Regions from separate parts of the Oryctolagus cuniculus genome. Here region 2 is linked to region 1. Evidence: chromatin contacts called from public Micro-C data. All regions are on one chromosome and are shown on one strand. The core of a region is the stretch at or near the end of the contact, and the rest is flanking DNA. Distances in the headings are between cores, read along the strand shown. Region 1 holds the start of ANKRD31 (ankyrin repeat domain 31). Region 2 holds the start of ANKDD1B (ankyrin repeat and death domain containing 1B).

Evidence for each region. Hi-C and Micro-C count contacts between places; a contact is called where the count stands out from the background.
Region 2: a contact with region 1 is called in a Micro-C map of ear pinna, with 4 times the contacts expected there. The contact joins the promoter of ANKDD1B here to the promoter of ANKRD31 in region 1. A contact is called at or near these places in 2 of 6 Hi-C or Micro-C datasets (ear pinna and psoas muscle).

Annotation. Positions count from the first base shown.
Region 1 is chr14:402,968-409,812 of mOryCun1.1, forward strand. ANKRD31 (ankyrin repeat domain 31) reads right to left here and starts at 3,779. Exons shown (of 25, transcript XM_051838688.2): 1 at 3,017-3,779. The coding sequence starts at 3,018.
Region 2 is chr14:651,507-658,351 of mOryCun1.1, forward strand. ANKDD1B (ankyrin repeat and death domain containing 1B) reads left to right here and starts at 2,642. Exons shown (of 15, transcript XM_008251117.4): 1 at 2,642-2,674.

The DNA.
Region 1 (6,845 bases), core at 2,529-5,028:
GTTAATAAATTATTTTAAGAGAAAGAGAATGTTTATGATTAAGTTACTATCTTCTGGAGCGGGTTTGTCGCCCCCTCTTCTGCCTGGTGACGGTGGCTTTCATTCACCCACCGTGTTAACACGGTGTGTTCCTCTGCTTGCCACACCATTCCCTTTTGCTCATGCTTGCACAGTCCACACTCCACAGTGGTGGTTCTCAACGGCCTTCTGCCCTCCGATGGCCCTGCTGATGCTCTGTCAGAGACCCACAGCTGTGCAGCCAGGGCTGCTTCTGGCGTTCAGCAGGGAAAGGTCAGAATGGTCTAAATAACGGCGACCCACAGCTGCCCAAAGAATGATCTGGCCTCAAATGTCACGTGTCCATACTGAGGAACCTTGTTCTAGGGCCAGCTACTTGTGCAACACACGTAGACGCAGGGATTATCCTTGTTAACCCTCCTGTTTTTCTTCCTCTAACAACAACTTTGGAGCTGAACTCCAAGTTCTCCTCAGTAGACTGGGAACACAGGTGGGGGGGAGAAGGGAGAATTCTCCTGGGGCTGGGTGTACCTGTTGTTATAGTTCCTGAGCTTTGCTCTATTTTTTGAGATTGTTTTATATCCAGAAAGCCTCCTCCTGAGTCAGGCAGCAATTACTCCCATGCCTTCACATCACTTCCCTGATTCAGCCAGAACCACAGTCATGATGGGCCGGGACAGTTTTTTCTGTTGTTCCTGACACCTGCTGGGACAGGGGCTCTCCCCACATTTCTTTGACTTTTCTCCAGTCTGTCTACCAGCCACCTGCACCCATGTCTCTCCTGCTTAGGAGCTATTAAATGCTGAGTCAGATTACCCCACTCCTGTCTTGCTTGATAGATAGAGAGCAGTGGTGGGCTGAGGGCGCTAGAGTTAAAATCTTCTGTTTGGTTCTTTTGGGCTGTATTTTTCAGGGCCGATGCATACAGTTATTCTTCCTTTGCTTCATTACTAGTAGTGAAAATCCTCTCTCCCTCTCTCCTTTCATCGCTCCCCACTCCCTCTCTGTCAAGTAGTGAGGGGAATTTGGTGTCCAGCCACCATCTTCACTCAGTATTCTCCTACTACAGCACTGGATGGTAAGATAAACCAGATTAAATATTTGATCACCGTGGTAGTACTTTATTATTGATCTTGGATGGCTACAAGACCAGACCAACAGGAAGCACGGTGTCTGGGAGCTGACACAGGTTAGTTACTGTGAGGAGGCATATAAGCAAGAAATTAGAACCAAGTGCAAGATTTCCTAGAGGAGGCTTGTAAATACACCCTAAACAAGAAGTGGAAGGAATAAACCTTGCAACAGCCAAGTCAGGTGGACTACTTGCCCAAGATGTCCGACACCTCAGGATGAGGAACGGACCTCGCGGCACCGCTGACCACATGGCTCCAGCCAGTGCTTCCTTCCCGGTGTCTCTCACCGAGGCTGCTTCCAAGGTTGTCCCAGCCTATTTCTCCCAGCTGTCTCCGCTCTCACAGAGCAGGGACACAGGATGGGACGAGGGGGAGAGACGCCTAAGTATTCTTCGAAGTCCAGCTTGCCTCTCCTGTACCTAGTTTCCTCTGCATCCATGTTTTCTTCTCCTGAGTCACAGACAGCAAACCTCTCAGCGTTCTCTGATCACGTGGGGGAACCCACAAGCCTCCATGTTTCAGGATCCCCGGCCTTCTGCCTTCAAATGTGCAGGGCGTAAAGCCGTGTGCACCGCACGTTCCGAGGCCCGGCAGGAGCTGCATGCATTCCAAACACCCAGGTTCACCAGCAGTCACTGACCACGGCAGGGTGCAGGGCACCACTGTCAGCAGTAGTCCACGTTCACAACGCCTTGGGTGGACACGTTTCCCACAGGCAATCACCGCCCAGGCCCAGCTACCCTGCAGGGCCTGGCAGCCAGACGCGAACATCCACTCTCGGCCAGCAGAGGGCCGACTCCACCAGGGCCCAAGGCTGACCGCGGGGGACGGCGAGCCCGCCCAAGGTGCTGCGTGGACCGGCGCGTGAAGGGACGCCGCGCGAACTCCACCCCCCCACCCCCCGCCCAGCTCCCGCGCGAACTTGCAAGAAATTCCGTGGATTTCTCAACGGTTAGTTCTGTGGCTATTTAAGAGCTAACGTTGCCGGTCGGTGGTTAAGTCTCACGGTGGCTGGCCACTGGGGCAGCCGCGCTGCGGCCAGGTCGGAGGGCCTCCCGCGGCGTCCAGGCTCCGGCTTCCAGAGGCTGTCGCGGGCTGCTTGGAGGAGTTTGAACGACTCGGCAACCAGCCAGCAGCAGATCGGCTTTTGAAGAAACTATTCTCAGGGACGTGACCCTGAGGAGGCCACGCACCGGCCTCACAGCTGGCGGGCAGTCGACCGCAGAGCCGCGGATGTGCAGCCCACCTCGCTAATGCGGGAGTCCAGGCTCACAGCAACCATAACCTCCCCGAGCGGCCAAGCCTCCACAGCCACCGCCCTAGATCGGCTTGAAGCGCTTTGTCCAGAGCAAGGCCAGCTCGGAGCTGGAACCCCGGATCTCCCACGTTGGGGGGCAGTGACCCAGAGCCCCCCCCCCCCAAGTGCGCATAAGCAGGAAGGCGGCGTGGGGAGCGTAGCCAGGCTTCGCCCTTGCGAAGGCTAAAGACCCTCGTGCCACCACCACCACCTGCTCCTCCTGGGCGCCCTGTGCCCTTCTCGGCCACAGCTGAGGTCACTCGGACTCGGTCTCCGGCCTGCGGGTCCCTGTGAGCTCACACCACCTCTGACTCCGCAGTCAGACAAGCACACCCTGGATCCGGGATGTGGCCCGTGCTTGCGGCAGCTGTATTTAACTACCTGCCACCGCGGTGTTAGCCCTTGCCAGACAGCCCACAGCTCAGTGTGTGTCGGGGGTGGGGGGGTGGGTCACCATCAGCCGCAGGACTGCATCAATTCCTGCGGCTGCCAGGCCACACTGGAGCATCCAATCAAGTGTACGCACGGAGCCCTCCAAGGGACACAAACAGGCTAAAGCCTTACTTACATAAGGAGATACCCGTCTCTGTTCCGCGCTGAGGCTTCTGGATATAAATTCGACTGAGTTTTATGCCGGTATAAAGATTAGTAATAATAACAACAATAGTTTTTAAAAAGACTACTTCCTGTTGAAGGTCTCGGTGTCTCTGTTCACGGAATTCCCGCCAAAACATCAGCTGGGTGTCCCGCAACGCGCTCCAATTCTGACCGACCTGGAGTCAGCTTGGGGCCCACGCGTGAAGCCCCGCAGGAGTGTCCGCCTCTGCGGCACCACCAGCACGCGCGGCCGCCGGCGGCTGCCTGTAGGCTTGGGGTCTCCCACACCCCTCTCCTCCGGACACAGTTACATTCTGGAAAGCCCTTGCTCACTCGCGTGCGTTTGTTATAAGGGGCGGTCAGCCCGAGGGGACGCCGGGAGCCCGGCGCCTGCACCCGGGCCCCGCGGCCGCGGCCCAGCCGAGCACAGAGCCGCCCGCGCCTTGGCGAGGAGCGCCCTCCAGGGGGCGCCCCGGCGACGCGCGCCCTTTCCCGCCTCTCCCCTACCGGAAGCCGCCGATCGAGGGGCTCGCAGAGGATGTCCTTGATGTACAAACACCCCTCCCCCGACCCCAGAAGTCCGACTGGGAAGGACGCGGGTCCGTTCCCCTCACCTGAGTGGCCCGCGGCCGGGGATCCGCACCCACCTCGGAGCGCACGGCCTCAGCCCGCGAGCAGCGCGCCGGCAAGACGGAGGCGCCGGCCGCCGGCCGCCTTCTCCTCGCGGCGCAGGGGCGGCAGCGCAGCTGCAGGCCGCCCTCGCTCGCCCACACCGGATTCCGCTTGGGATGCTTACCCGGGGCCGGGGGAGCCTACCCCGAGGCCACGCCGGCCTCCAGTGCTCCTGCCCTGCGTAAAGGACAGGGCCTGTACGTGGGTCAGTCTGGAGGCCAGCCTCATCCTGAAAGTCTCTGTCCGTGCAGAACCTGCAGACGCGGCTTTCTCTCGAATTTCGCAAGACCTGCTGCTGTGGTTTCAGACTTGTGCCGCGCCTGGCTTTGTTCCCAGCAGGAGGGGTGATACCATGGCCCACCGTTCCCAACCCTCTGTCCCTTGCTGCTTCCCAGAGTAGGGGTCAGCAAACGTACACCATCTGTCTCCCTGCTTCTCTTGGCGCTACGGCTGATGGAGTCCTGGCCAAGGACAGGTAAGCAGGCGTCTCCGAGGAAGTTTAGGGAAAGTTTTCTTCTGGCCAAGGAGACAGGTGCAGTGCCTATGTTCTCATCCCCTCAGCCCTACCTTGAACTCAGCCGTGGGAGAGGCCGGCAGAACTGGGCGGCTCTCCTTGACCTCGCTGAGCGGCAGAGCCAATGCCAACCTCGATGGAGAATAAAAGTGTGTAAGCCACATGATGTCAGGGCTCCATGACAAAGCCCTGGAATTCACGCCATGATACATATTTAACTAGTTCCATGTTGCTTGTAATTTTTTAAAGATGTATTTATTTATTTGAAAGGTAGAGTTAGAAAGAGATCTTGTGTCTGCAGGTTCATTCCCCAATTGATGGCATACGCTGTCGCTGGGTGGGAGGAGGCTAGGAACTGCACCGTGGTCTCCCACGGCAGGGGCAGGGACCCAAGAAGTTGGGCAGTCTTCTGCCTTCGCAGGCACAGTAGCAGGAAGCTGGTTGGAAAGAGAACAGCTGGGCTCAGACTGGGCCCATGTGGGATGTGGGTGTCACAGGCAGCAGCTCAACGCACTGTGCTACAACACCTGCCCTTGTGACTGTTTTCTGATGACGGCACACCTCCACAAGTTGAACTCCTTGAACTGAACCGTCCACCTGCTTCTGAATTCTCACAATCCCTGAGTAGGTTTGGATAATCAGAAAAGTGCTTTCTAGAGAAATCTTTTCACATGACCTTAGGGTTCCACAAAAGCTGCAACCCAGATTATGTCAAAATTTTTGGAAAACAGTGCTTTTGGGAGCCAAATCAGCACCACCACCACCACTCGCCTAACACACTCTGAGCAAAATCAAGACATCCCTACTCACAGAAAAGGAGGAATAGGATGAACTGGAGGAGCAGGTGGATGTTTTGGCCTCATTTGTGCCTACCCATCAAGAAGCGTGAAACCGAGAGAAGGGATCTGTATACCTAGGTGTGGAGTGAGCAGGAGGGCTGCCTCTGTTGCGTTTAGGCCCGCCAATACCAGGGTGTCCTGTCCGGGGTGTTACGTGTGGTTGTGCCAGAGAACTCTTGCTGGGCCATGTATAAAGAAAAGAAGTTTGACTGACTGTAAGGAGCAGAAATTAAACAGCTTTACCATAATATTAACAAGAAATAAGCAAGAGCTGAGCCAACTGCAGGAGATCTGCATGGACTTGATAGGAACCACCCTTGGCCCACACACCCTCCTGGGGACCTTATCAGCCCTATGCTGACTGCCAAAACTGTATATAAACTGCTCTCTGAAGAGGCCCAGAGAGACTCTGAACACTCTCGTGAGAGCGCAGAGTGAAAGCTCCGGTTGGCCCACTGCACTCAGCCCTTCCCACAAGAGAGTTCTCGCAGCCAGCCCTGTGCTCACCTCATGCTGAGGCTCTGAGCTAGCCTGACTTGAAGCCCTGCTCGCCCAAAGCCGAGACGCTACTCGCCGTCTGAGACCTGCGTTCTGCTCAGCGGCACCACCCATGCGGATGCCGTGAGAGTCTGCCCTCTGTGGCTAAGACATGGGTGAGGAACACCAGAGGTACTTTGGGAACCCTGGGTGGTCCGTTCGCCCAGTGTGTTGTGAGAATTAGAATGTGTGACTTCCCCACTGCATGATAAAATCCTTATTGGAACCAACATTGCCTCGTTGCCCATGCTACGCTCGCAACACTAACACAATTCTGGCCAGCTTGATGCCAGCCTGGCTGTGTCACAGGATGGTACTAAAGCAGGAGAACCAACCAAGAGTAGAAGGGACTAAGTACACGAGGCAGCCGCCTTCTCTAACAACCTGTTCCTCTGAGAACTTCTTGGTCCCGTGGACCTGCTTCAGTTCCTTCTAAGGGTGGTGCCCCTGACCTAATAACCTTCCACTAGGCCTCACTTTTAAAGATCCACCATCAGTAAATACCACTGCACCTAGGACCAAGCTTCTAGCACAGGAGCCTTGGGGGGACACACAGAGCATATCCAAACCAGAAACATTCCTCTTCACTAGGCTATATTTCTTTTTCTTTTTCTTGGAAGGAGAAGGACACCTAGACAGAAACCACAAACTCTTTCCCTCTCCCTTTATTCCCTTTTCAGCTTAATGCCAGGTCATGGCACGTACCAGTCATGCTTTGAGCTCTCTGCCCAAACTGAGATGATCTGGTGCTCCAACCTATTTTAGTTCCCAAAGGAAGACAGATGGTTCCCTCGGCGATGGCTGGGTGGAGACAGAAGTCTTTGTCTATAGCCTGGGCCCAAGCTCCTGTGGGGCTTCCAGCATCTGGGCAGGGCCAGATGCTGTCCTGGTTGCTTTCCTTACCTTCTTTAGGGCATAAATTATGAACTCATGGAGGCATACATTCTAATTTTGCTAAACTTTTGTCAGTGCGCATAGGTCAAATTTCTACCCAAATTGTTTAAGTGACACATACCTGAAAAGTGCAGCGCGCAGGAGCGCTCCACAAAGAGGCAGAGAGCAGGGTCACAGTTGGCATATATGTTCCTCTCCCTTGGGGAAGATGTGCAGCCCGTCTTTCTGGAAGGGGCACAGAGACCTTGCTAACAGCTTGCTTGAGAACAGCAGGTCACTCTTCACCCATTCACTTTCCAGGAGAAGGAAAAATTGCATTAGAAGTGTCCTACCCAGCTAAGGAG
Region 2 (6,845 bases), core at 1,392-3,891, 250 kb after region 1:
TTTTTTTTTTTTTTTTTTTTTTTTTTTTGGACAGGCAGAGTGGACAGTGAGAGAGAGAGAGAGACATAGAGAAAGCTCTTCCTTTGCCGTTGGTTCACCCTCCAATGGCCGCTGGCACACCGTGCTGATCTGAAGCCAGGAGCCAGGTGTTTCTCCTGGTCTCCCATGGGGTGCAGGGCCCAAGGACTTGGGCCATCCTCCACTGCACTCCCGGGCCACAGCAGAGAGCTGGCCTGGAAGAGGGGCAACTGGGACAGAATCCGGCACCCCGACCAGGACTAGAACCCAGTGTGCTGGCGCCGCAGGCGGAGGATTAGCCTATTGAGCCGCGGCGCTGGCCCAAAGCTGGGTCTTTTAAAGAGAAATCACTTGTAGGTTTCTCATGGGACGTGAGCTTCGTTGGCTGGTGTTGGTGCAGTGGTTCAAGGGCAGGTCCAAAGGCACTAGTTTCCTTGGGCTTTCAATAGTCTACTTAAGGCTTTCTACTTCAACCTTGAGTTCCAGCTGGGGGACAAAGGACAAAGGGGCAGCTCTCAGACACATCTGGGCTACTCTCAGGGAGCTTCCTGGAATCAGACACATCCGGGCCACTCGCAAGGAGTTCTGCAAGGCCAGCAGCAATTCTCCCTCCCATCTTGTTGCATCCTCGTCGTAAAGGGAGCCTGGAAACTTGGTCATCTTGGATGAGCACATTGCTGCACCAGGCAAAACCATTTAAGAGTATCCGTAAGAACAACATGAAGCCTGCTGTTGTCCTGTTAATATTAAAAATTTATTTTGGAGACAGAGTCCCCTCTGCTGATTCGCTCCCCCACCCCCCGCCCCAACTGCTCACGAGTCAGAGCTGGGCTTCGCAGAGGCCAGGAAGTAGGAACTCAGCTCAGGTCTCCCCCACCTCCAGGATCCACATTAGCAGGAAGCTGGAGGCAGGAGTCAGAGACAGGTATTGAACCCAGATATTTCCTGTAAGGAACAAAGGTGCCCTAACTCGCATTATAACTTCTTGGCCAAATCCCTATACCCAGGGTGGACTGTGTGTGTGTGTGTGTGTGTGTGTGTGTGTGGCCATTTTATTGGAAAGGTGGAGAGGTACGGAGAGACAGATCTTCCATTTGCTGTTTACTCCCCTAATGCCTGCTGAAGCCCAGAACTCAGCCCAGGGCTCCCATGGGAGTGTCAGGGACCCAAGCCATCACCTGCTCCTCCCAGGGGCTCATGAGCAGGAAGTGGGATTGGAAGCACAGAACAGGGACCTCAACTGGGCACTGTTACGGGATGCAGACGTTGGAGCAGCAGCTGAGCCACTGTGCCCGATGCCCTCTTTCTGGGTGCATGTTTCAAAACAACTCTATCCAGAGAAAAATAAATGATCATCCTAAGCCAGAAGTCCCCAAGGCTAGTCTGAGGCCTAGCAAGGACTTGCAGGACCCTGAAACACTGTAATGTTCACGGCTAGAGATGGTGACAGTGAGAAGGGCGCAGTTAAAGTCAGCAGAGGGGAAATGCATGTGGGTGACATCCAGGACCACCCGGGCACAGCCTGCAGGTGTCTGCTGGTGGAGTCACGTGGTGCACACCCAGTTCTCTGGAAATGAGTGACAACATGCAAAATACTGCCGCCCAGGGAGCCCCACCCCCTGGTGTCCAGGGCTTTTTCTTTTTTCAAGGACTTATTTATTTAACAGAGAGAGGGAGAGGGCTTTCACTTACTGGTTCACCCCCCAAGTGGCTGCAAAGGCAAGGGCTGAGCCAAGGCGAAGCCAGGAGCTTCATTCGGGTCTGACATGGGTGGCAGAAGTCCAAACACTTGGCCATCTGCTGCGTCCCCAGGCCAATAGCAGGGAGCTGGATTGGAAGTGGAGCAGCCAGCGCATGAGCCAGCACCCATATGGGATGTCGGTGTGGCAACTTCACCCGCTACACCAAACGCCTGCCCCACCCCGGGCTGGGCCCGAGTCCTGCAGAGCCCAGAGGTAGCTCATGGCCCACGGTCAGGCTTCCAGTGTTGTTAGCAGAAATCTCCCAGCAGACTAACTGCTCAGACACCGCCAAGGCGGCAGCGCCCCCTCCCCAAGAGCTCCAAAGCCTTCCCCAGGAAGAGGCCGGTCCTGGACAGAGGTCACGCTTTGGGGGAGCCGGCTTTGGGCCACGTGAGCCTGCTGAGCTGACCCAGAACTGCACCCTTAACGTGAATGTCGAGGGTTAGCGCGTGCCAGCGTAACGATGAGAGACCTGGGCTCTGTGGCGCGCTCAGGACAGCCGTGCGTTTGCACTAAGCCACCACCAGTGTGCAGAACAGAGCGACAGCTGCAGACCTAATTCCGCGGTAGCTGTGTCGCCCTCTCTGCAACTCCAGGATCTCTTTAACAGCGCACTTCGCATGGCTCCTGTAATCGGTCGCCGTGCAGCGGACCTCAGCCTTCCGCGATCACATCGAGCGCAGGCTGCATCCGAAATACTTACACGGAGGGGAGACCAGCGGCGGCTGTGCGCGTGCGCAGGGGGACTGAGTGTGGGGCGGGGCGCTGGCTATGCGCGTGCGCGGAGGCCCCAAGGGGGGGCGGGGCGTACGCCGGCCCCGGCGCAGACTCGGAGCGCAGTGACGTCCTACGCAGCAGGGCGGGCGCGAGTGCTCCTGGGGCGGCGGTGCCGCGGCGGGAGCTGGCGTGGGTCGGTGCGTGGGCGGCGAGCGTGTGGTGGAACGCACTGGCGGCAGAGCTGGGCAGGGCCGCCGCGCGGGAGTCCGTGGGGACAGGATCCGGGATTTCAGGGAAGGAGCGTGTCCGGAAGTTCCCAGAGCGGAGGGCGTGTGGGACCCCTGCCCCGTCCGTCAGCCCTGAGGCCCGGCCCTGACCCTGACCCCGACCCTGACCCCCACCCCCCTGCGCGGGCCGGGCGGTCCTGGGGGGACCCTGCCCTGTCCGTCAGCCCTGAGGCCTGACCCTGACCCCGACCCCGACCCCCCTGCGCGGGCCGGGGCGGTCCTGGGGGGACCCTGCCCTGCCTATCAGCCCTGAGAAGCCCGGCCCTGACCCTGACCCCGACCCCCCTGAGCGGGCCCGGGCGGGCCTGGGGGGACCCTGCCCCGTCTGTCAGCCCCGAGAGGCCCGGCCCTGACCCCGACCCCCCTGCGCGCGGCCTGGGGGGACGCCTGCCCTGTCCGTCAGCCCTGAGAGGCCCAGCCCTGACCCTGACCCTGACCCCGACCCCCCTGCGCGGGCCCGGGCGGTCCTGGGGGGACCCCTGCCCCGTCCGTCAGCCCTGAGGCCCGGCCCTGACCCTGACCCCGACCCCGCTGCGCGGCCCGGGCGGTCCTGGGGGGACCCCTGCCCCGTCCGTCAGCCCTGAGGCCCGGCCCTGACCCTGACCCCGACCCCGCTGCGCGGCCCGGGCGGTCCTGGGGGGACCCTGCCCTGCCTGTCAGCCCTGAGAAGCCCGGCCCTGACCCTGACCCTGACCCCGACCCCCCTGAGCGGGCCCGGGCGGGCCTGGGGGGACCCTGCCCCGTCTGTCAGCCCCGAGAGGCCCGGCCCTGACCCCGACCCCCCTGCGCGCGGCCTGGGGGGATCCCTGCCCTGTCTGTCAGCCCTGAGAGGCCCAGCCCTGACCCTGACCCTGACCCCGACCCCCCTGCGTGGGCCCGGGCGGTCCTGGGGGGACCCTGCCCTGTCCGTCAGCCCCGAGAGGCCCGACCCTGACCCCGACCCCCCTGCGCGGGCCGGGCGGTCCTGGGGGGACCCTGCCCTGTCCCTCAGCCTTGAGGCCCGGCCCTGACCCTGACCCTGACCCCCCTGCGCGGGCCGGGCGGTCCTGGGGGTACCCTGCCCTGTCCGTCAGCCTTGAGGCCCGGCCCTGACCCTGACCCTGACCCCCCTGCGCGGGCCGGGTGGTCCTGGGGGGACCCTGCCCTGTCCCTCAGCCTTGAGGCCCGGCCCTGACCCTGACCCTGACCCCCCTGCGCGGGCCCGGGCGGTCCTGGCGGGACCCTGCCCTGTCCGTCAGCCCTGAGGCCCGGCCCAGGTGGTCCCGGGGGACCCTGCCCTGCCCGTCAGCCCTGAGAGGCCCGGCCACCAGGTGCGCGGTCCCGGGGGGCACCCTGTCCTCTGTACCCTGTCCGGCGGTCCAGCCACCCTGGCGGGACCCTGCCCCCTTCACTGGTCTTCGGTGCTTGGCCGCACGGACTTGAGGGGACACGGGCTGGAGCGGAAGCTGGCCGAGTCTGGGCGATAGGGCCGGACCCGGAGGAAACCCGGGAGACCCACGCAAGTCGCGCGGGTGCCATCGGTGCCGTGCGCTGTCCTGCGACCAGGGTTCGGAGGGTGACCCAGGCCATCGCCGCCATCAGTTGCTGGGTGACAGATTGCGCATTTTTTTTTTAAAGCAAGAGTGAATCTTTTTGGCTTTTAGCCTTTTATATTTATGTTTCAAATCCACATTTTAGAAGTAATCATAGCGGAAATTCTATGAAATTACTAGAAGTAGCTTTGTAAATTAGTGACATTTCCTCTTTTAAAAAGTTAAAACCTGCTTTGGTGTGGAAAGGAGAGAGAAGCGTTTATAAAATCCGGGTCACCCCACCAGCAGTGCTTTCACTTTAGAGTTAGCGTGGTCTGTATGTGCGAGGTTGGTGACAGCCACGTGACACAGGTGTGAAGCAGGAAGGAGCTGTGTGGCAGCAGGTGTGCGGAGGCTGGGCGTGCAAGGAGACAGGCGGTCAGAGGCGGCCTCTGCTGTCCTCGCTGGGGACGCCCTTGTGCCGCCTCCTCGTCCGCCGGCCCTGGCTCTGCTCCCGAGTGCCCTCTGCAGAGCCTTCCTTCCATTGCGTTGCTCAGGCCCTCTGACCTGAGCACTGACCGGCAAACAGTCCCTCGGTTTTCCCTGCTCCAAACCAGCCCGTGCTTTTCTTCCAGAGTAGCCAAAAACAGTGCTTCCGCAGTATCATGCTGTGGTAAAAGCAAGACAAGGAAGTTCTCCATGCTCGGCACTGTGTCCAGGGTCAGTGGGGAAGTGATGGTAGCATAGATCATTTCTGCGATGTAACGTGATCGATTCCAGGAAACGGCAGTCAGCGCCTGCACACGCCGCAGCCTCGCTGTTGCACAGTCAGTGATGCCGTCGCGACGCTCACCTGCAGTTAGGCCGTTGACCACACTGCACGGCTTTGTGGATTCCTGAGCAGAGCCCCCAGCGGCTCACTCGCCCAGGAGAGGGCACGTGGGGCCCCAGGGGCTGGGGTGTGTGTGTGTGGATTGAGCTTCTGACAGAACTGACCTGCGTGAAACAGGAAAAAGAACATATGGTCCACAGTATACTCGCTTGTCAGCTGGTCAGGCTCTCGGGGAACGTAGTCCCTCCGAGGCTGTAGTTCCCACAGTACACCGCCTTGGGGTTTGTGTCTGCGGGGCAGGGGGAGCCCCACCACACCCCTGAAGACGGAGCATAGCGATGCATTTTCTCCTGGGTTCGAGAGGGTTCTAGCGTAACTACGTTTCCTGGTTAGACTTGGAAGCGGTTGTGTGGCGTGAATTACTTGGAGCAGACCTTTCTGATCTGTCGTTGGCTTGCTTGCCGTTGGATGCTGTTTCCGCTGCAGATTTCTCTTTTTGTGTGCATCTTCTGATTTACAGAATTTTGGCTGTAAATATAATAATATACAGAGATACGTATCATTTAATGTCCTGTTTTTCCATGTACATATTATTACTTTCTGTATTAGTACATAGATTGATTTCTGCATTCTGTTCAATTCACCATATTTGGTATTTTTAATTCGTTTTTCTTTAAAAGGCAGATACATGCGCACACACATACGTGGGGAGAAAGAGAGACAGAGAATACCTTCCATTCATTGATTTACTCCCCTGTCACTCACAGCCAGGGCTGGACCAGGCCAAGCCAGGAGCCAAGAGCTTGAGCTGGATCTCACAGGGGTGGCAGGGCCTGGGGCACTTGTGCACCTGCGGCCTTCCAGGGTGTGCACCAGCAGGCAGAAGTGAGGCCAGGACTCGAACAAACCCCTGTGCTCCCACAGTGGATGTAGCCGCTCCCACCGGCTCCACTGCAAACATCAGCCCCATATGCTCATTTCATTTTGTCTTCCAGGGAAAGTCTGAAGTTGTGGGAGGTGTTCTCAACACAATAGGTAATTTTGTCTTTTTTTAAAAAATATTTGTTATTTGAAAGTCAGAGTTACACAGAGAGAAGGAAAGGCAGAGAGAGAGGGTCTTCCATTTGCTGGTTTACTCCCCAAGTGGCCACTGTGGCCAGAGCTGTGCCAATCCAAAGCCAGGAGCCAGGCGCTTCTTCCTAGTCTCCCACGTGGGTGCAGGGGCCCAAGCACTTGAGCCATCTTCTAGTGCTTTCCCAGGCCATAACGGAGAACTGGATTGGAAGTGGAGCAGCTGGGACACGAACCGGCGTCCATATGGGATCAGGCACTGCAGGTGGAGGCTTTACCCGCTACGCCACAGCACCGGCCCCGACATATGGCCGTTTTCACTGATATGGAAGCATACTGGTTTGGATTTAATATTTCAAAACCTGTGAGTTTGAGATGAACACTGAAATTATATAATTTGTATGAAAATGAAACGTTTTATAAATTGATTAAAAGAATTCAAAATAAATGAAAATGAAAACTGGATTCCCTCTTATAATTGAGTTTATTTTGGAGGTCAAAACTTACTTGCTTTGAATTATTTCATGTTTCAAAAGAATTACCCAGAAAAGATAATAATTCATATTTATCAAGTGGGAAATTAAGTCTTACTTTATTAAAAATAAAATTATGTAGGCTCGTCTAGAAAAGGTTTAATACTGAAGTCGCAGCCATGTCTGATCCCTCC